Regions from separate parts of the Bombyx mori genome. Here region 2 is linked to region 1. The links are chromatin contacts, called in public Hi-C maps. All regions are on one chromosome and are shown on one strand. Each heading gives the region's core, a stretch centred on a gene start, on an enhancer-like site or on the middle of the called end of the contact. The rest is flanking DNA. Distances are from core to core; before and after follow the strand shown.

The links. A called contact is a pair of places that touch in the nucleus more often than the background predicts.
Region 2: a Hi-C map of posterior silk gland shows a contact between it and region 1, with 2.6 times the contacts expected there. The contact joins the promoter of Sir-1 here to the promoter of LOC101742884 in region 1. A contact is called at or near these places in 2 of 7 Hi-C or Micro-C datasets (middle silk gland and posterior silk gland).

What each region holds. Positions count from the first base shown.
Region 1 is chr23:20,540,465-20,547,224 of ASM3026992v2, forward strand. It overlaps LOC101742884, which reads left to right and starts at 2,836. Exons shown (of 3, transcript XM_004925927.4): 1 at 2,836-4,683. The coding sequence starts at 3,217. LOC101742733 (DNA-binding protein Ets97D) reads right to left here and starts at 1,775. Exons shown (of 11, transcript XM_012690230.4): 1 at 1,532-1,775. The coding sequence starts at 1,670.
Region 2 is chr23:21,351,994-21,358,753 of ASM3026992v2, forward strand. It overlaps Sir-1 (sid-1-related gene1), which reads left to right and starts at 2,929. Exons shown (of 20, transcript NM_001113264.1): 1 at 2,929-3,292; 2 at 4,131-4,200; 3 at 4,475-4,577; 4 at 5,266-5,367; 5 at 5,935-6,047; 6 at 6,492-6,604. The coding sequence starts at 3,189.

The sequences.
Region 1 (6,760 bases), core at 1,586-4,085:
CCTTGAAACTAGAAATGAGACCGTCTACGATTTGCCACCAACAAGTTCTTGGTTACTTTGGTCATATTGCTCGGCGGCCACCAGACAACCTGGAATTGGCTGTGGTGGGCAAGGTAAAACGGAAAAGACCCGCCGGCCAGTCACCAAACCGTTGGTCAGATCAGGTAACCGCACTCACCAGGCTCGTTGTTACGAACGCCCTGAGAGAAACCAAAAGCCGTACGATATGGAAGCTGATGGTACAAAGAGCCATGAAGGCCTTTCAGGGATACGACCTTCAGCAATGAAGTATACGACTAAGAAGAAGAATCTCCACAATTCAAATACTGAACAGTAAATTATATTGTTCTTATTGACATCCTCTTTTGAGTGTTGTTTTTTGTGCAATAAAATTTTATTTTGTTTTGTGCCTAGTTTAATTATTATTTTATTTGGAAATACTATTTCATAAATGATTGAACCATTTATATATGATATAATAATTGAAATTACGTAGTACGGCTTTTTTAAGCTACCCCTTTCCCAACCCATAGAAAAGCTTCTGTATTATATTATAAAAAAATTGTTCTTGATTTATATCAAGAACTTTTTTTTATGGCATTTATATATTTCTTGTGTACTATTATGGTACATATTTTTTGTATATACTGTATGGTCCTTATCAACTTCGTGATAAAAGATTTTACTGTATTGTGCAAACAACAGCCTAATTATCTATTAATGTATTTCTTAACACATTTCTTTGCATATTTAAAAAACTAAATGCAGCTTTGGGAGTAGTATCTAATAGTCACACATGATGTATGTTAATATGGCTTGAGTCAATCTCATATCAATAATATCAGGATAGCGAAACCAAGATTTTTGTGCAGTCTCTTTGAAGTTGAGTTGGTCTATGATGCAATGATGGCATATTAAAGAGTAGCTTGAAGATTACAAGTGCTGCAGCATAGCGTTCTATACTTGTGGCCATCATAGTCAAACCTGTGTATACCACAAAGTATCAGAATACTACACCATAAAACGTAGGATGAAATGGCCACTATCAAATTCTATTCTCGTAAGTTTGAGAGTTTTATTCCATTAATGGATGCAAATTAGCAACTTAATTTGTTTTGTGTGTTTTTAGTCCTTCTAACGTGTCACTGTCATAATCAAAGTATGAAAATTTATTATTAAATTATTATAATTAAATATGAATTATAATGAAAAGTTTAATGTAAGTTGTATTATTAGGATAACGAGGAATTTTTTAAATAAAGTTTTAATCAGCCAGTTTATTAATATGCAAGATTATTGAATTGTCAACATTTACATTCTAATTAGGTATAAAGTAGATTCTCCATATAAATTTGAAACTAGGGATTTCATATCAAGTTCTAATATGGAAGTTGAATAAATAATACAGTCCGCCTAATGACGCATTGTTTAAAATTCCTTCTATTGGATTCCATATGTTTATTTTCGGAGTTATAGAATTAAAAATTTAATTGTTTTTTTTTAAATCTAGTTGGACAAGGAAGCAACCAACCTAAATCACTCTCGGTAACATATTGAGGTATAATCGACATCGGATCACTAACAGCACTTGTTTCATCGAAACTAACGTCACTAGTTTCCATTTTGATGGATCTCACATTTAATATATCACTTAAATCTGTTACTTCCATGTTTGGAAAATTAAGTTCAAAATTTTCTTGTTTTGAAAATTTAAGGAAAAGGAAACAAAGAGTGCACTTCCGCGTAATGCGAGCAGTGCCGGAATGTCAATTGTCAATATTCAGTAATGTCAGTGGTAATGTCATTATTGTTTGACACTTTGACACTTCCTAGTGCGTTTCAATAAAATTATCTGTGCCTACAAAATAGTTGAGAAGATTCTTCACACAGCACGAAAAATTTTAATTTGCGTACAATACTGGTTGCGGACATACATATATTCTGTATATTCCCACAACGTGGCTTTTTCTCCTCTTGGGGTTATCGCAGTATACCCAATTTAGATTAGATAGATAAATTTAATTAATGATGATAGCCTTTTGAAATCAATTGAAAAGCCAGTCTTGCCCAAAAAAATTGGTTATACGTTCAAATAATGTGGTCTTGACGAAGGCTCTCCAAATCACATGTTTTTCAGTTGTCCTCGTCTATCTTCCTCCCTCTATGATCTCCTTCCTCCTGATATTCCTCGCCCCATTGATCTCAAATCTCTTCTTTCCCTTGTCAACTCCCCTTTCGTTTATATTCTTAGTTCATTCATTAACCATAATAATATTAAGCTGTAGTTTGTCTGTCTGTTATCGAACTAACCCCTGTATATATATGTTGTATGTATATTGTTTTAGGTAAATCAACAGAGATCCTGTCATCAAACATTCTTAGCTACTCACTTAATTCTTAGTGAATATCTGTGACCTTGCTCGTTCACGAAGCCCGCTATAGAAAGCAGAGTATTAAATACACTTGACATTGGCGAAATCTAAAAGGAAACGCCATAAAGAGAGAAGAAGATAAGAATATACGTTCAAATATTTGAACTTCTAATCCATTGGAATGTAGTTTACTGAAATGGAATGAAATGAGATGTATTAATGTTCCAGTAAGACAGTGGCAATTTATTGAACCTTCTGCGTGTTTTTTTTAAAAACCCGAGAAATTATGTTCAGCAATTTGGTTTGATTTTCAGCGGTGTTAAATGATTAACAAACCACCGTGATTACATATTTAAACATAAAAAATACTAAATTAACAAAATAGAACCATTCGTACAACTTGGCTCCTCGCGTTCCCGCCAAAAAGCCCATAGTATACTTGATATCGCACTGTGTACTATAAAATATCAGTTCGTTCACTGGTTTGTTAATGTAGCTCTCTAGTCGCCCGCCATTCCACCAAAATCTTGTCAAATTTATTTCTTTCAAAATGGCCGAACTATAAAGACGTGTAATACATTTATTGTCACAATGGAGCCCTTAAGCGATTTTAATTTCGAAACAAACAAATCAACAAGTAACAAAGATTTTCTTACTAGAAATAACACCAACAAATACGTGAAAACATTGAACTGTGTACCAAACAAAGACCTATTTAATTTAAATTCTGATTGTTGTGTTGCGTTTTGTGGAAAGTGTTGCAGATACCCTCACAGACCTTCGCCTGATATAAGAAAATACTTTAATAGTGTATCGTGTGCAACGTAAAAGAAATTTCTCGAAAATGAATTTTTTGAGCCGTGAAATGCGCGTCAGACACGATCCGCAGTATTTCAAACAAAATTGTTATACCAACGGAAAATACCACACGGATGCCCTGAATGATAGCGATATGAAGAGTGTGTACGGTGAGGAATTGTTCAATAAATTGCATACACTACCCGATCCATTGATGAAGAATCTTGGTGACACATTAGCCATGAATATGACCGAAGGTGAAAAAGTCAAGAGTCAAGAGAATAAAATTGGTGGCGAATCGACTCTATCGGGTATTACTGGGTTTTTTAGCGGTATGATGAGCACTCTCGCTGGCGTCATGTTCCGTAGGTCGAAACCGTCAGATATCTATCAAGGGACACTGCCACAAACCTGGCAGGATTCCAAAAGTGACTACAAAAACATTCTTAATATCACGGACAAAACACCGAACACAGTCACTGATTTATCTGACAATAAAACGGATGACAGTAACATTGACAAGTTATTCCCAATTATGATTACAAATAAAGAATGTAAAGAGGCAACAGATCAGAAGTTGTATGCCGAGTCCAGTTCTGTCGACGAGTCATTTGAGGATGCTTTCTCACCTGAAGATTTTATGAGGTTAACGCAAAGCGCATTTATTGAATACTATATCCCCTCACAAAATCATAAAGAGGAGTTTTTGGAAATCGAAACACCTAAAATTAAAGTTGAGTTCTCTAAGATGCCCGAACACAATTTAGTTTCTCAATCACATCAGACCAAGGAAAATACTGGAAATGTGACAGAAAAAGATCCCAATTATGATTTGGTCACATCCTGTGAAGACAAATTAAAAAAAATCAGAGCATTACTACAGAACAGACGTCGGAACAAAACACATATAGACACCGAGGGTATTGAGGATATTAAATCCAGAAGAAAACAAGAACTATTTCCTGGTATGCCTGACGACAGCATTGAAAATTCCACTGACACCAGCCTGAATGTAAACATTAATGAAAATTTGAATTTTGGTGAAGAAGTTGATGTCAATTCCAGTACTGGAAGCTCACCGCTGCTTAAAGCTTTGGAAAAGTCTGAACTTGTCATTGAACCGGATGAAAGCTTTGATGAGGTTTCGGGTCGTTTTCATAAAGCTTCAACGTCCAGCGAGGACTCCTTCCAAATTGTCTTCAACGATGTCCCTCGTACAAGAAGAACATCGGAATGCGATTCTGAAGACTCCTTCATTGTATTTGAAGACAATCCCGACGATTGTTATACCACAAACGATATATTCGGTGATTCTGATTCTGATACGGACTCTAGTGATTCTGAAAGTGATTGTTGCGATTTGTACTTGTCAAAGACTGTGAAGAATTTGACCGATGACAGTTTGTACGATGAAGTTGATTATGGAAGGATTCTCTCATGCTCTGAAGTGTGCCCTGACAAATTTGAAGAATACAAGAAGCATGCTGCAAAGAAAGACCGGCCAGTTAAAAGGGTGAGTAATTATATTTAAAAACGTTGTTAGTAAACCTTCCAAACAATCAAGATACCTCATATCCATCTAACGCACAACTTATCTTTGACCAAAATGTATCTTTACATGACATCAAATTCATTTAAGCAAATATTCATAATGTAGTTGGATGGTAAATAGGACATAAATTTAAATTACTTTTGTGGTTTAATTTATAATTTTATTTTAAGCACCATTGTAAGATGATTGATTTTTAATTGACAACAAATAACATTATTAAAATGAAGTAGCTTTAATTATGTTTGTGACATTGGAAGACAATTAGTAAAGCATATTATATGAGATATGTTTACTAATATCAGTAGATAATGATGAATAGTTACTGATAAGTGACACACACAGTCATCTGGCTCTAAACTAGAATTTCCTAGGTTTTTTTAAATGCCTTTATAGGCCAACGTGCATACAGTCAACCTGATGGTAAGTGGTTACTGTCACTTATGGACGTCAGCAATGCCAGGGAAACAGCCAAGTAGCTGCCTTCCATTTCCTATGAATCTGAAATATATATATATCAGGTTCTCATACTCATACAGGTAAAGCCTTTATCAGATAATAAAAATCTGCCCTTTTCCTGATCCTTGTAAATACTTTACAATATTATGCGATTCTGATGTGGCGGTAGATAATGTGAGGCACTTTCTAGTGTCTGGGTTAGCATGCTCTGTTAGGTGTCACCTCCCAGGCATAGCATAGCTGGAACAGCCCCGTAGGCTACCAGCTAATTGGTAGGAAAAAAAGCAATTATCCTTATAAATTGTACCATAAATAAATAAATAAATAAAATCATACAAAAATGTATGTATTGGAAAATATATACTCTTCATTCTTTGTTTGCAGCAGACTGCAACAATTCTGGGAATGTTTTTGTCAAAGCTTTTTTTTTTAATCGTTAATAATTCTTCAATTCCTAGTGTTTGTCTGCAAGACCAACGAAGTACAACTAAGTACATGGTACTATTTTTTGTGCCGTAATATCATGTAGTTTCGGGTGGTAAAAAGTTAACACAAAATGAATTAATAAAACGCACAAGTACTTTAATTCAAGAAAAGTTATTATTGTTGTACCAAAAAATTATCAGTTTATTTATTTACTGTAACATTAACATTGTTTTTTTTTTAAACTGTGCATTCAATGCAACATTGGTCAAGGGATTTGGGCGATAGCTTAAAATATAGGATTCATACATTATTATAAAATGTATGAAGAGCACAAAATATTTATTGTGTCTAAATTGGTTTATTTTCAAAGTAAGAAGCACGGAATGTGATATGCCATCTCTGTCTAGAATTCTAGATTTAAATGGAAACAGCGTAGCGTTTTTCTCATATTTTTTCTCAGTTTTGATGAATTTACTTTGGCAAATACATTTTATTGTATGTTCCGGTAGTAGATGCATTCGCGAAGCGGCTACCCTTGAGTTGTTAGGTCTCTTTCCTAGGTGCTCAGGCAGCTGTTAGCATATTTCAAATGGTTTTTCCCCTACCTAATCGTTGGTATCCTATGGGCTATTCCAACTTCGCGCGGACTGGTTTCAATTGGTTAAATTGGCCCACCAGCCTTATCAAATTCAGGTCACCCGAAATCATATAAGTCCAAACAAAAAACTGTATGTCTGCCATCTATGCATTAGTAAACCATTGATCCAATTGTGATGAAACTCGGTCAATTGTTGTTCGCCCTCCGGGAACTTTCCGTCATGTGTCATCAAGGTATGCCCGTTAACGGTTGCATAGTTAAAATAAATCTGTTTAATTCTTAGTCGTTTGCACTCTTGGCTGAGTCGTGGTAATTAGTTTGGTTGGTGGTGCGCTTCTTAAGACGTCGCCATTCCTCGCGCGCCGCGGCCTTTCTTAAGCACTCGTTGACGGGACCTTTATAGTTAGTTGTCTTTATCTGGTCGGTCCATCGTAACGGTGATCTGCCGCGCGGTCTTGTACTTTTTTTTTTTTTGATAGAAGTGTTGTTACTGATGGCCCTGAGGCCTTTCCAGTTTCACTAGGACAGGTGGGCGAGCAAAGGCCCAGCCAGGAAGGG
Region 2 (6,760 bases), core at 1,679-4,178, 810 kb after region 1:
CCACAAGCCTCGTTTTTCGAAACCTCGCAAAATAACCGATACTGTCATTACGGATCCTACCGATCCATTAACGGTGCTTTTAGGTACCACAAGCCCCGGTCACCGTCCTCGTCGAACCCGTCCAGAGCTGCCAGATGACCCTGTGAATTCCCACCCAACTTTTTTCGAAAACCTCCCGAAAATAAGAATTTTTGAAGAAAAAAAACCCCAAAACAGTTTTTACTTATTTCAAAGACGAAATAAAAACCAAAAGGATTCTTTTATTTTTTAATCAAGCTCTCCCATAACTTCAACCAGCTCTAAGCAATTATTACAATCATATTCATTTTCGTTATTATTAAACTTGTCTAAAACCCAACTCGATATTTTAGGCTTATAAACCAAAACTATAGGCTAGGTACATACATACATACATACATGTACGTATGTAAATGTGAACAAGTATTTGTCTGCATCCCTGACATGTATGCAAAATTTGGTAATGATCGATAGAGTAGTTGAAACTGAGAGCGTACATAACAATCAAACAAACTTATTTATAATTTAATTATTCATAAAACTAGTATGATTCGATAATAGTATTCGAGATGCTTCCTTCATATCCTTTTTACCATCACACCTCCCGCCACCGGAGCAGAGTTCATTCATATTATTTGGAACCGCTGCGTTCATCGACAGTGCGTTTCCAAAGATCTTTTCTGCCACGTACCATTCTGCCTTGGAATGAACTCCCCTTCACGGTGTTTCCCGAGCACTATAACATGTCCTTCTTCAAAGTAGGTTTGCAGAGTGTACTCTTTTTATTTCTTTTTTATTGCTTAGTTGGGTGGACGAACTCACAGCCCACCTGGCATTAAGTGGTTACCGGAGCCCATAGACATCTACAACGTAAATGCGCCACCCACCTTGAGACAAGTTCTAAGGTCTCAATGTAGTTACAACGGCTGCCCCGCCCTTCAAACCGGAACGCATTACTGCTTCATGGCAGAATTAGGCAGGGTGGTGGTACCTACCCGTGCGGACTCACAAGAGGTCCTACCACCAGTACTCAATGGTAGGTAGCCGCTTAGCTCTACCCTTGGCATCGCTGCGTCCATAAGCGACGGTAAACCCTTACTATCAGGTAGTCCGTGTGCTCGTCTGTCTACTAAGGTAACAAAAAAATGATACCTATGCGTTGAAAGTTGAAAAACTATGACCACAATTTTTACAGTACAGTTACATCATGGTATCCTTGGCAACGGTTACCATAACAATCATAGATTATACACTTAACGTTATCACGTAAACGGTTTTTTTGGTAGTTTTCCAATTACAGCACAAGAGCGCATTATGCGGCATAATGCTCAACTAAGCTTCAGCATAATTCGGCATTGTGCGTCACTGAGTCGCATTATGCTCTGTAATTGGAAAACTACCTTTGTTTTGTTTTTGTTATATGCGTATGCGTTGTTAATAAATATGATGATAAATAGAGAAAATCTATTCTGGATAGTATCTGTGCATAATATGCTCATAGTTTTTTTTCCCCTACCTATTCGCCGATAGCAAGGGGATATTTCAGCTACGCGCGGACGGGTAGGCGATCTCACGGACTCACCCTAACAGAACTTGCTAACGCTAGCCTTAGCAAGAGCAGTGCTTCGCAGAATCTACCATCGGATCAGAATCGCGACGTACTGAGAAGATTCAGCGAGAAATTCAGTGGGCTCTGTCTATAGGCTAGTTCGCTCAATTACGACGAAGAGTTCGACGAGGATTGTGGCCGGTGGTTCTTAATGAATGCCTACATCACTAAGATTTCCTACCACGATTCCGTTGGCCAAGTGTCCTTGTAACAGACCTCGTGTCAATTTGCAGGGTTGACCACTGTCATACGTTCCCTTTTGGCGCTGGTATCTAGTGAGGAATTTCGGCCCTAAGCCCAACATAAAGGGGCTCTGATAGAATACTTGGTAGTATCCTGGCACCTGGCATTACTGACGTCCATCAGCGATGGTAACGATTAAATAAATAAAAATGCATGATTATCACATGAAACATTACAAAAACTATACCCGGTTGCAAAGTAACGGAAACCTTAACCATTCAGAAATCAATTGAACGCGTGACTGCAATCGTATAGATATTATCTTTTATAGCAGTGTCTTAACGCTTATACAAATAAATGATAAGCCCAGTTTTTGGTAGTCGTTGTGAAAATCCTACGGTTTGGTTATTTATGTATTTTCCGAATAAATCATTATTTTATTTTACCAGTTCTCATCCGATATTAAGCTTGGTTAGAAAAAGGCTGATAGATGTCCAGTTTGTGGAATAAGTAAAACAAAGAAATGCTACTAACTGATTTAACGAATAATTTAGAAAATATCAGTCGCCACTTGGCCAAAACACTGTTCTTTTGTAGATTTTATGGCTTGGTTCAAAAGCATTCTAATAAATTTGGCTTCCTTCCTCTCAATGTAGTACAGTCCTATAATAATGAAGTCCACCTGAGATATCAAAAAGTAAGGATCAAATTACTATCTAGTTTATACCTTTTTTGGGACAATAGATTCTTGTTTTGAGTAAAGAGTAGAATCGTTTATTAAAATCTTAAATTGGAGGTATTGTTAAAGCTTTGGAAATAAATACTAGCATAGGAAATTGATACTCGTGACAAGAAACAAAAACTGTGACTCCCTTTATACAAATAATTAAAAGCCAATCCGTTTTATTAATTGATATATGTACTTTCATCCAAATTTGATGAATGCAAATTTTATACATAAGAATAAAGCGATATACGCGATAGCGCGTGGCCCAGTAAATTTCTTTTAGTGTTTCGAGTATCTTGTTGCCGCAACCAGGTCAGCGTACTTAGTAGCAAATACCTAGTGCATAATGAATCGCTTAAATTCAGGTGTAGCACTATTTACAGTTTACACTATTCAATCAACAACATAACCTATTAATGTGTTGTCCTCCAAATGAATCATTTTACTTATCTTTGAAGAATAGATAATTTCACAAGTGATATCTATAAATTTTATGGACCGATGACTATACAAATAAGTCGAAAAAAATATGTAACCAATAGATAGATACCCAATTCAAATAGTTCCTAAAATTAGCTAGTACAAATAATGAAATAACGTTGACGAACACGATTCGTTCTTAGTTAGTGTGAAATTATTAAAATAAGAACAATGATGGGATATCGAAAGATATTATTGTTAATGCTAATTAAAATATCATATTGTTTTAAAAACAGCGTTAACTTAGCTGTGAATAGAACATTTCAGTACAATATGTAAGTACAGAAGAATTCTTATATATAAATAAATAAATGATAAAAATCATGCTAGTTGCAGTCGAAAATTAAGAATAAAATAAAAATAATTAATTTGTTGTAGTGAGTATTTATTGAGAGTTTATGGACTAATTACATCTGTAGTGAGCATAGCTGTAAAATCTTACTTAAAAATTTTTTTTTTGATCAAATATCATGCATATCTGGTCCATGAATAGAGTAGAGACTGGAATCGAGCTAGTACCATCACTTCTGTTCAACTGTCTTAACTCTTCTTTTTTAACACTATTGATATTGGTGAGGCTGCTACACAGTAAGGAATGGCTTAGTCGTGAGCGTTCTTCATTGTAATTCATAAGATATAATGAACAGAGAGGTTAGTGATACAACTGCTAATAGAACAGAAAATGGTTGCTAGCTAGTTTCAACAGTTGAAAACTGATATATAAACTTTTGGTCAATAAAGTGTTGAGTACCTTGGTCATATCTGGTTAGAATAAATTGGACATCCAATTTCTACGGAGTGACAGCTTTGTATTTGAGACTTATCTTGTGTTTGAAAGAGGACAACATTCAATGTAAGCTTCAGTACTCATTTAACATCAAATGACCTGCTAGCTTGACACACTATAGGTAGTTGAGGAAACATGACTCTCTCAAAGTAGTTTATAACAAGCTTGAGACAGTGTCCTTATAGTATGGTAAGGATGGTAATACTAAATAGTGTTTACAAACAGTCATTATCAGCAGGTTTTTTTTATTTTATTTTTTTTATTTTAAATTTAATTTCAACATTCTTTATTTTAAAAAATGAATTAAAATTACCATTCAATTACAGATATAATTACGACACTTGGATTAATTTACAAGTAAACAACACCATTGAACAAATTTTAGACTTTACCGAGGTCAGTGGTGATTATATTTGTTTTTATTTATTATAATAAATGTGAGGCTACCTGAAATTTGATGGACTTTAGCACAACAATGAAATAAATGCAATAATAATAGGAATAATCAGGAAGACAAATTACCTTTGTGTTACCTCTTGTCACAAAGTGACTTGGAGACATGTTTCCGTTTAGTAAGGTAGCCCACCCAAAGGAGTCTCGAATTAAATTTGTAATTGACTAAATGAATTATTAAAACAATATTATTTTAATTATGTAAATATTATTTTAGGACTCTGATAAGCTCCTTGGTTTCCCTACAAGAGTTCACGTAACAACTAATAGTACACTCACAAGTGATCATCCTCTATTCATTACGGCCACACAACAGAAAGGTAAGTAAACACACAAGTTGAACATGAAGACTGAGAGGGCTGAATCATTGAGATAATAATAATTAAAAAATGCTAATGATATTTTAGTTATTTTACTCTTTTTTGAAGAAAGCCTGAGAAGCTCAAGCAATGCTCCTAATAAACAGTGTCAGTGAAAGAGTATGGCTTGTATCAACCTTCTTCCCTATGCATTAGTCACTTGCTGTGTTGCGGATTCAACATGATCAGCAGCTCATCACAGTTATCCAGTGTTGGATATAAAACTCTTCCAATTTAGACCACTAAGCCCAATTTTTGGCTCCTTTCATTAATCTCTTGCTGGCCACCCTACACCGATCCATTTGGCCAGGGGTGTTCCATAGTACGTTTGCCACTCAAGAACCTCACACTTCAGTGATTGTTGGTTGTACGGCACATATGTCCAGCCCACTGCCACTTCAATTTCATGAGCTATGTCAATGACTTTAGTTCTCTGCAAGTAACTGCATTTTTTTATTTATCCTTCAGAGAAGCCCTGCGTATGGCTCTGTCCATACCTCGCTGAGAGAACTTGGGCTGACAGACTAGTCATACTGTAAGTGTCCACATCTCGTGGATTCATCATCAATTGAACTGCTAGAACGATAATTATAAGTTTAGCCTACTACAAATATAGTTTGTGGAGAGAAGTGCCTGCATTTTGTTTCAGGCGTGTCCTCATGGGAACTCCCGTTGGTGCTACAGACAGACGATTACTTCTTGATGCTAAACGACATGGGCAGGACTTTGTGCCCTCACGATGCAGGTTCAGGTCAGTGTCTGTCTCATCTCTTTAACTTCCATCTGTGATCATACAGGATTGTTTACTGTGATGATGTGTGTTTTTTTTTTCTGCCAAATGCTTTTTCGTGTTGTGTAAGGATTTCAAAGTTCAGGGTTTTCTGGGTGAACCAATTTTGATGATTTTTTTTAGAAAATCTGACTTTTTCGTGGGGTCCCATTCAAAATCCATCAAGATTTGACCAGTAGTTTATGAGTTACGCTAAATATTGAATATGAAATTGATTTGGATTACATTGATAGTATTCATATTTTAATTTGTCTTTTTTTTGTGTTTTATTGCTTAGATGTGTTGGACGAGCTTACGGCCTACCTGATGTTAAGTGGTTACAGAAGCCCATAGACATTTACAACGTAAATGCCGCCACCCACCTTGAGATATGAGTTGTAAGGTCTCACTCTTAACAGTACAACGGCTACCCCATCCTTCACACTGAAACGCATTACTGCTTCACGGCAGAAATAGGCAGGGTGGTGGTACCTACCCGTGCGGATTCAAGACGTCCTACCACCAGTATAATTAGTCAAAACATTCCAGACATAAGAAGAGAGAGTCCTCCAACTGTACAGCTGACGACGTCCAGTAGCGCTAACGTATCCGTCGACATAAAACTGAAGAGGGTCGAAGATTTCTACATAGAACTGGGCAAGGTTCGTCCTTACGTCCGTCGCTCGACGCATACATAATACACATAAATTAGCTATAGATAAGCAACTCAAACACTCAACAAAAATGTTTACGGGCGTCGGCCACTAGATGGCTTCACTTCAATTAGTTTCTCATTGCTCCTGTAGATAGCAGTAACATATTACCTGTCCTATATTTTATCTTTAATGAACGATTTTGTAAATTTTGTACAACAAATAAGCACTTGTATGATTTATTATTTTTTTATTTTCTGTGTTTAGTTATACAGTAATTAAATGCCTTAACTTTAACAGCATATAAGTTTAGGGGAATCCGCTACAAGATGTCGCTAATTTCCATACAAAAAATATTTGTCTTAAAGTAACGCAGCTTCAGAGCCTTGGCTCGACGCGCCACGAGCCGTTCCGTGCAACTGTTGATAATTGTATCCACTTTTTGTTGCGCAGGTAAATGAGGTGATCGTAAACCCGAGCTCGCCAAGGTACTATTACTTTTCTTTCGATCAAAACCCTTGGAACGTGAGCCACGCCGCAGGCGGACCCCTCGACGGCACGCAACGGTATGTGGAGCACATCTTTCGTCTCTCTCTCACCTGTGGGGACGGTTGTGGGTCCTTTTCACGGAACTGCACGGGTACATGGTGCTGGTCCGTCAAGGAGGCTGAAGGGACCATTGTTTCGCGCCAGAAAGAGGCGGTCATGTTGTGTGGGGGCAG